Regions from separate parts of the Mus musculus genome. Here all the other regions are linked to region 3. Evidence: chromatin contacts called from public Hi-C data. All regions are on one chromosome and are shown on one strand. Each heading gives the region's core, a stretch centred on a gene start, on an enhancer-like site or on the middle of the called end of the contact. The rest is flanking DNA. Distances are from core to core; before and after follow the strand shown. Region 1 holds the start of Nde1 (nudE neurodevelopment protein 1). Region 2 holds the start of Mcm4 (minichromosome maintenance complex component 4). Region 3 holds the start of Ufd1 (ubiquitin recognition factor in ER-associated degradation 1).

Region 1 (2,700 bases), core at 59-2,558, 4.6 Mb after region 3:
TTGGGAGGAGTCCCCCAAAATTAAGTCTACAAAACTGTCTGAGAACACACACAAGTCACACACCTCTAATTTCAAATTTCTAGGAAAGAAATAAAGTGATGTCTGAGTGAAGAAAGCTAGCCAAGCTGATCACCAATACTCGATGCCAATATCGAATGAACCAATACCCTTCTCCAGCCCAAGTTTATATCTCTCTCAAATAAACAAGACGTGAATGGGAGCCAGGTGATGGTGGACACCTCTAATCCCAGCACTTGGGAGGCAAAGGCAAGAGAATCAACTTGAGTTCGAGGCCAGCCTGGTCTATAGAGCAAGTTCCAGGTCAAACACATCAAGAGTCAGTCACTAAGCCTAGCTTGTCTTCTTGCTGCTTAAGTACAAAGACATGCGACTTCAGAGGGGTTGGAGGGTTGGTCATAGTTCTGTAAGTTCCTCTTACTGAACTCCATATGGAATTCTGAAAGGGGAATTACTTAAACCTCAAAACGGGCTGAATACCAGTGTGCTGGGGAAGAGAAGTGCGTGGTCAGATACCCTCAGGCTCTGGAGTAGTTTCTATCAGACTATACTTCAAAAGCACCCCTTCTGAGTCCTAAAATGTTATCCTAACACACAATACACAGAAACAGGTGGCAGAGCCAATTACAAACCTCCACCCAGCTAGAGAAGTTGAGCGAGGATCCGGCTAAAGCGCAGAAGGATGCACAACCTGGCAAAAAGTCGAGATGATTTAGGAAATATGAAGTCGCTCCGGAGTCAAGGTGACTCCGGGTTGCCCAGGACCTCAAAGAGGTAGAGGTGAGCTGGGCCAACATCCAAGGTGTGGGGTAAGCACTCTCACCCTTTGTCGGATAAAGTTTATCCGATCCAAAGTGCTGTCTAGGGAAATTTGAAACGTCCAGCGGCCGAGACCTATAGGCATCGAGGGGAAGGTTGGATATAGGTTGGTATCCGTGCGGCAGCAGTTGGGGACCCGGAAACTGTGGGGTGAAGGGGCAGACTAAGAACTCGGGGGCCTTGGGGCGGCGTGGGCATGGGTCTTGAGGACGTTCGAGGATAGAAAAGCAGCCAGCAGAAGAGGAACGGAGTTGGCCAGGGCGAGCGGCGGAGCTCACGGATGGAAGGTGGAAAGCTGAGGAGGGCAGGTGTGGGGGACACGTCGGATGGATGCTGCGGGCGTGGCGGAGACCCGCCCGCAGCCTGGCTCCACTTACCCAGCCCGGGCGGCGACGATTCCAGCGAGGCGCGGGCCGGCAGGCCTTTCTTGCCCTCCAGCCTCGCCGGTACTGCGCGGTGCGCGCCTCCCATTGGCTGCCGCTCTCGGGACGCGTCTGACTCGGCCAATCAGCGCAAAGAAGCGAGGTTTGGAAACTTTTTCTCTCTAGGCCCGGGCGCGGCTGGGCCAAGCCTCGGTGGGGGCGGGAGGGGCCGCAGGAGGCGCAGGCCACTGGCCCGGAAGGCGGGCGTGGAGAGGGCCTGCTGGCGGCTCGGTACTCGCCGTGCCACGCACTCTGGAACATCCGCACGCCTCTCCTTCACACTGGTTGCATTTATCTGCTCTTGCTCTTGCCCAAGAATAGACAAAGGAGCAATTGGTCGGAGAAACCCGGGCATTAGGAATAGCTGATATTGGGTTACACTTGTAAGTGCCCTACCCGATTCCAAAAATGCTATACTAGCCCAGAATGCACAAAGACAAAAACAGGCATAGAGAACGACAAACTTCCGCCCAGCCCACAGGACCCTTGTTATTCCACAACTTTACACCCCAAATAGAATCTTTAACTGTTGTGGCTTCTTCTGAGACAGAATAGTTTAATGTGAAAGAACTTGACTTTGAATCCTAACTCCGCCGCTTACTAGCTATGTGTATTTGAAACAAGGTATTTAATTACTCGTGGATAAAATGGTCGTCGTCGTCGTCCCCCCCCCCCCCCCCCGAGCTAAATAAATAAGTTTACAAGACTTTGTGCAGTGCTTTGTAAATAAGCCGGGCAGTGGTGGAGCACACCTTTAATCCTAGCACTCGGGAGGCAGAGGCAGACGGATTTCTGAGTTTGAGACCAGCCTGGTCTACAGCGTGAGTTCCAGGACAGTCAGAGCTACACAGAGAAACCCTGTCTTGAAAAACAAACAAACAGGGCTGGCGAGATGGCTCAGGGGTTAAGAGCACCCGACTGGTCCCGAGTTCAAGTCCCAGTAGCCACATGGTGGCTCACAACCATCCATAACGAAATCTGATGCCTTCTTCTGGGATATCTGAGGACAGCTACAGTGTACTTACATATAATAAATAAATAAATCTTTAAAAAAAAAAAAAAGTCATCATATGGTTGCTAGGAATTGACCTCTAGGAGATCAGTGTTCTTAACTGTTGAGCAATCTCTCCAGCCCCTTGTTTTTTCCTTTTTTGAAACACTTTTCCTATGTAACTTGGGCTGGCCTCAAATTTCTGAGTATTCCCTTAGCCTTATTTTTCAGTGGGATCACAGGCCCAGCTAATAATAATTTCTTAACGTTAAGCCATTAATTGTTCATTAATTATTAAATACTATTAGGCACAGGTAATTTTACAACCTGGTGACTAAGACAAAGAATCTGATCTTAAAGGGTTAATACAGTAAACGGAAACAGAATTTCAGATGCCAAATGTTGCTGAAGACTATTTAGAGACTGGGAAGCCAGAGAAAGGCATAGTTA
Region 2 (2,700 bases), core at 79-2,578, 3.2 Mb after region 3:
CCATATTCCCAGAATATCCACTTGGCTCACCTCCCACCTTTACCTGTGTTGTCATTTTCCATATAAATAAAGGGAATGTCCCTCCCTCTCTCACTCTCTCTCTCTCTGCGCCTTCTCTTTCTGCCACCCCCTCCAAACCTCTTACACGTGGAACTGTTTTTGGCCCAGTGTGCTGTGTTCAGATTCGAGCCTCTATTTTAACACATCAATTACTAAATGGTTAAAAAGAGCAAGGCACGTGTGGTACCTCACATCTATAACCCCAGTATTTGAAGGCTTGTTCTACATACATAGTAAATTCCAGACTATCTTGGGCTATAGCCCAAGATAGGAAATACCTAACCTAAAAAATAAAAATGTCTACAGAATTGCATGACTTTCATTAATTTTTGCAATTATTCTGAAAACATGGTGCAACGAAAAAAGGATTTTTGTCAAGGTCCTATTGAGTTCAAGCGAGTTTATTCTGGAAGAAAATACTTCCATCTTGCACTCTCATCCAACTTTGGATAAAAATGACTACCAAACTTGGTGGTCATTTTCCAACACCTGTTTTAAAGCATCTTCCTCAGATACTAGGAAGAGAGCAGTATACACATCTACCAATTCCATAAACTTTACGGGACGTTGACTACACGCACCACGGAGAGAAACGCTGAGCCCTGCGTCTAGGGACCTTACCCACCCTGCACTGCAGAGCTAGTGCTCAGCACGCACTCCTGCCCCAGACTACGAATCAGCTGGTAACTGGCCCCGGCAGCACTGCAGCGGTCTGCTGCGGACAGGAACTCCTGCAGCTGCAGTAGCCAACACCGTACGCCGGTTCCCTCCTCCGCCATCACGCCGGCACCGCTTCGCGCATGCGCGTCTCAGCACTCTAGCCAGCTCTTCCCTGAAGGCCCAGCCGGAACTGCTCCCTTATACTCTCGCGGGGGTGGGGGGGTGAAGACGCGCACCGGCCTGCAGATCTGTAGCGTTTAACATGTACACATCGGAATGCAAAGGGACAGAACCAGTCTAACCATGCGGAGATATCACAGATTGGTGTTTGCACTCGGGACAACGCAAATGTAAACACACAAGGGAGTTGTGCCGGCCCCGGGTTTCCCGCCAAAACGCAATCCCGCTGCAGGCTGGCCCATCCAAGGCGAGGGGCGTGCAAGTGAATCTAGGCTGTAATTCCTAGGTAGCGGTCGAGAACTCCCCCTCCGGCTTGCAGTGGCGCCTTCCGGAGGCGGAGCTACACGCCTTTGCCGCTGTGATTGGCCGGAAACCTTTTCTCAGAGTTCACTTACGGCGCTTTCCGGAGGCGGAGCTACGCGCGCTTGCCTCTTTGATTGGCCAGGCGTCTTCGGTCGCTGTGACGACAGAGCGGCTGGCGGGAATCGCTTCACCCTGCGGGCCCAGGAACGTTCTCCTGGGTGGCGCAGAACCCTGACTCGCCGTTTTGTGCGCGTTTGCAACTAACCCGGATCCGAGGTACGAGAGGTCCCGGAGCGGGACAACTGAGAGCCAGATTTCTTTTGTCGCGCAGCAACCACAGCACCATGTCGTCCCCGGCATCCACCCCGAGCCGCCGCAGCAGCCGACGCGGACGAGTCACCCCAACCCAGTCCCGTGAGTTCCCTCCTTCATCTGCCCCCTTTCCGCCTCGTGTCTCTTCCCGCAGCACTGTGGAAAGTCCTGAGTCCTTCGAGCCTGGTGTGTGGTTGACAGGCCTTGAGCATATAGTAGCCTCTGTCACCCACATACTGGGCTCTCGTCTCCAGGCAGTCTGGCGTGGTCAGTTCAGTTGACCCACCTTTTCCTACACCTTGTCCCTCTGTTCCAGTTTGAGGGTTTTGGGGGGGGGGTGTTCTTGTTTAAGTAATATGACTACCCTAAGGCACTTCCTGGAAGACTAAGCTTGAGCGTTGATCGTCTTTTTTGTTTTGTATGACGGAAGTTCGAAGTGAGGAAAGCAGGTCGTCACCCAATCGGAGACGTAGAGGCGAAGATTCTTCCACCGGAGAGCTACTGCCAATGCCCACCTCACCAGGAGCCGACCTGCAGAGCCCACCTGCACAGAATGCCTTGTTTTCCAGCCCTCCTCAGATGCATTCTTTAGGTGGGTCAGCCGTCGGTTTTGCTGGTTTACCAGTTGCTATTATTCTGTGTGTACTGATAGATTCTTCACTGAAACACCTGAGGAGAGAAGCAGAGTTGGTACATTTTAGGACCTAGTGAGCAAAGAAAGCATACTTTATAGTAGAACTACAATTGGGGTATGAAAGATTGCAGTAAAGTATTCTGTTTAAATTGTCAAACAGCATTCCGGAATTGGGATTTGATGTGCTTATGGGGATTTCATGGTAAAGCTAAATATCTTGTCTTTATAGCTATTCCTTTGGACTTTGATGTTAGTTCACCATTGACATATGGCACTCCCAGCTCGCGAGTGGAAGGAACCCCAAGAAGTGGGGTGAGAGGCACACCTGTAAGGCAGAGGCCAGATCTGGGCTCAGCACGAAAGGGTTTGCAGGTGGATCTGCAGTCTGATGGCGTGAGTACAAAGCAGATCTCTGATGGTGTTACCTTGAGAGCATAAAGTAGGTCATCCCATTAACATGTTTCTATCCTCGCTTTCTCAATAGGCAGCAGCAGAAGACATCGTACCAAGTGAACAGTCTCTAGGCCAAAAGCTTGTGATTTGGGGAACAG
Region 3 (2,700 bases), core at 64-2,563:
TTTATTCGAGACAGGGTTTCTCTGTATCGTCCTGGCTGTCCTGGAACTCACTTTGTAGACCAGGCTGGCCTTGAACTCAGAAATCTGCCTGCCTCTGCTTCCCTAGTGCTGGGATTAAAGGCGTGCTTCAGTCTTTTATCTTTTTCTTTAAGTACCAGAACTGTGTGACTCAGTCTTAGGTGCATAACCCACAAAGCCCTTTTTTGAGCCATGGGGTTGGGGGGTGGGGGGTGTGTGCTCGTCAAAGCATCTTCACCTATGCCATCCATCTAACCTACTGCTTCTCTCTGGAACATAAACAACGTACATGAAGTATGCAACACCCGAACGGTATCCTTCCAACTCAGCCACCAATGAACATGAGCTTCTATCATCCATGTTACTTCCTTTAAAGCTTTTATGCCTAACACATCAAACACTCAGTGCTGGTTATGTAAATGAACTTAGACAGGGACTTACTGTGACACTCAGGATAAAAATCTAATAATCACTTCTTGTTTTTAACAAACAAACAAATGGCACGGAGTCAACACTATATACAGGAGTGATGAGACATCACTGCAGCCGGATGGACTTGACTTCCAACCTCTGAGCCTCACTTTCCTGAGTACCACCTCTCTAAGTTTTAGTTCTACCGGTAAATATAATAACTACGTACCTATGTTCCATGGGGAATGCAGGAATTAAATAAGTATACGTTGATAGAAAAAAGGCGCACTACATATTACCTATTGTCGTTATCACAACGTGATGAACACAACGTGACATACAGCCTAAGACATGATTTCTACTAAATAAAAGGTCAGGGAACTTTGGCTGAGCTTAATGTCCTTCGTTTTCTCCTCCCTCGCGCCACTCCCCCAAGAAATCTCCAGTTAACTCCGAGTTCATGGAAACTTGTTGCGTGTCGAGCACTTATGAGAACTATCGACATAAAGTAGCAGGTTCCTTTTTACTCTCGGGGCTGCTGTCCCGCCGAAAGGCATTCGAGTCATGACTCGGACAAGCTAAGAAGAAAAGAGGTGGCTCGTAATTATGGGTCCCACTTGGGACAGAAGCTCTCGGGACAGTGTCGGGGCCCGACGCAGGCCCGGGTGACTCGGCACCTCCGCCACCAGGTCCAGGCCCTCCCTGCCAGCTCCAGGGGCAACTCTGGCATCATCCGGTTCGCGATCCCCGGTCAACTCACCATGACTGACAGCGTTTGGTGATGCCGCTTCTTTTCCTGAACCTTACAATAAAAACCCACAGCTCCCTCTTTGCAGTCCAGGCCACTGCTCTGAAACCCAGAAACCGCGAGAGGCTCGCCGGAAGTGACGGAACACCGCAGGGGATGGGGTACGGAGGCCTGAAGTCAGCGGCGGAAAAACAGAAAGTCATGGGAAGGCCTGAGGTTTGAATATTACTTAAAGTAAACATTAAAACACTTGATAATTGATTTCACAGGATAGCGACTGTTTATAATGTTTAGATAGTACTCTCTTCCAAACAACTTGATAGGAGCCGTTCTCCTTACGGACTACAATACCCAGAATGCAGCTAGAGTTTCCGGCGTTGATCCCGGCCATCATGGATTCGGGCGGAAGTAATCTATAGCTCACTCTAATTCGACGAACCGTGTATTGGAAACTTATTGGAAACACATTCAAATAATGTGTGACTGAATTTACTTTATGTCTAAGAGTATATTGTTTTCTAAGTATGCCAGGGTCAGATAATAGACCTTCCTTCCCGAAGTAAAGATGTCTGCCAAACATAGGTGGTTTTGGGTGACTGGACGTTAGCGTCAACACCGGCAACAAGGTTCGCAGCCTGAGGAAAGATGTTTCATTTTTTGAGGGACGGGCGGGTCTTATCCAGCTGCGAATAGCAGAGCATTATTGGCTGTCCCCAGTAGGAACCAATCAGAAAGGAGGAAAGGCTAAGAATTATTGGCTGCTGGCGTGGACCAATCAGAAGAGCTGTGATTTGGCGGGAGTCTTGACGACCTCCGGGGCTGTCCGTGTCTCAGCGCCAGTTCTAGGTATCCGCCGCTGTGGCTATGTTCGTGACCGATTTCCGCAAGGAGTTCTACGAGACGGTCCACAACCAGGTGACTCCCATTCCACGATCCTGATCCAAACCTTATCTGGGGGCTGGGGAGAAGAGGGCGAGTGTCCGTGGATGGGCCGGGAGGTCAGAGAGTTGCCACAGAGTTTAGCGTCCCTGTGTTCAACTCATCTGTCCACGTTTGCTTCTACAGAGGGTCCTTCTCTTTGTGGCCTCGGACGTGGATGCCTTGTGTGCTTGCAAGATCCTCCAGGTGAGCTTTGAATACCTTAGGAAGGTAGGACAGGAGGGAGAGGTGACAGATCAGGGTTGGCCCCAGCAGGGGGTAGGTCACAGAAGGGGAGGGACCAGAAGGAGCAGGCAGGAGGTGAGGAACCCAAAATATCCTCTCTGACCTATACTGGAGCTAGAGAGAAGTATAGTGCAAACAGTGAGACAAGTACGTAGTGTTTTATACAGTAACCCAAGTGAAAATGGTTTCACTTCTGAAATCTTTGAATTTGTAAATGACCTCTCAAAGATGGAATTTGAGAGAGGAGATGTGACAGTGGGGAGTGGTATAATAGGGAGTGCAGGAAATACAGGAGCCCCGAGTCTATTAGAGAAGATTGTTAGTTTGGGCTCTGACCATAGTGTGGTTTGTTTTTTTGT

The links. A called contact is a pair of places that touch in the nucleus more often than the background predicts.
Region 1: a contact with region 3 is called in a Hi-C map of CD8 T cells, with 4 times the contacts expected there. The contact joins the promoter of Nde1 here to the promoter of Ufd1 in region 3. A contact is called at or near these places in 3 of 484 Hi-C or Micro-C datasets (CD4 T cells, CD8 T cells and muscle stem cells).
Region 2: a contact with region 3 is called in a Hi-C map of CD8 T cells, with 10 times the contacts expected there. The contact joins the promoter of Mcm4 here to the promoter of Ufd1 in region 3. A contact is called at or near these places in 2 of 484 Hi-C or Micro-C datasets (CD4 T cells and CD8 T cells).

What each region holds. Positions count from the first base shown.
Region 1 is chr16:14,161,883-14,164,582 of GRCm38.p6, reverse strand. Nde1 (nudE neurodevelopment protein 1) reads right to left here and starts at 1,308. Exons shown (of 9, transcript NM_023317.2): 1 at 1,215-1,308.
Region 2 is chr16:15,636,028-15,638,727 of GRCm38.p6, reverse strand. It overlaps Mcm4 (minichromosome maintenance complex component 4), which reads left to right and starts at 1,328. Exons shown (of 16, transcript NM_008565.3): 1 at 1,328-1,617; 2 at 1,946-2,107; 3 at 2,379-2,542; 4 at 2,634-2,700. The coding sequence starts at 1,548. It overlaps Prkdc (protein kinase, DNA activated, catalytic polypeptide), which reads right to left and starts at 862. Exons shown (of 86, transcript NM_011159.2): 1 at 686-862. The coding sequence starts at 839.
Region 3 is chr16:18,810,907-18,813,606 of GRCm38.p6, reverse strand. It overlaps Ufd1 (ubiquitin recognition factor in ER-associated degradation 1), which reads right to left and starts at 1,313. Exons shown (of 12, transcript NM_011672.4): 1 at 1,190-1,313. The coding sequence starts at 1,192. It overlaps Cdc45 (cell division cycle 45), which reads left to right and starts at 1,635. Exons shown (of 19, transcript NM_001358206.1): 1 at 1,635-2,092; 2 at 2,243-2,302. The coding sequence starts at 2,042.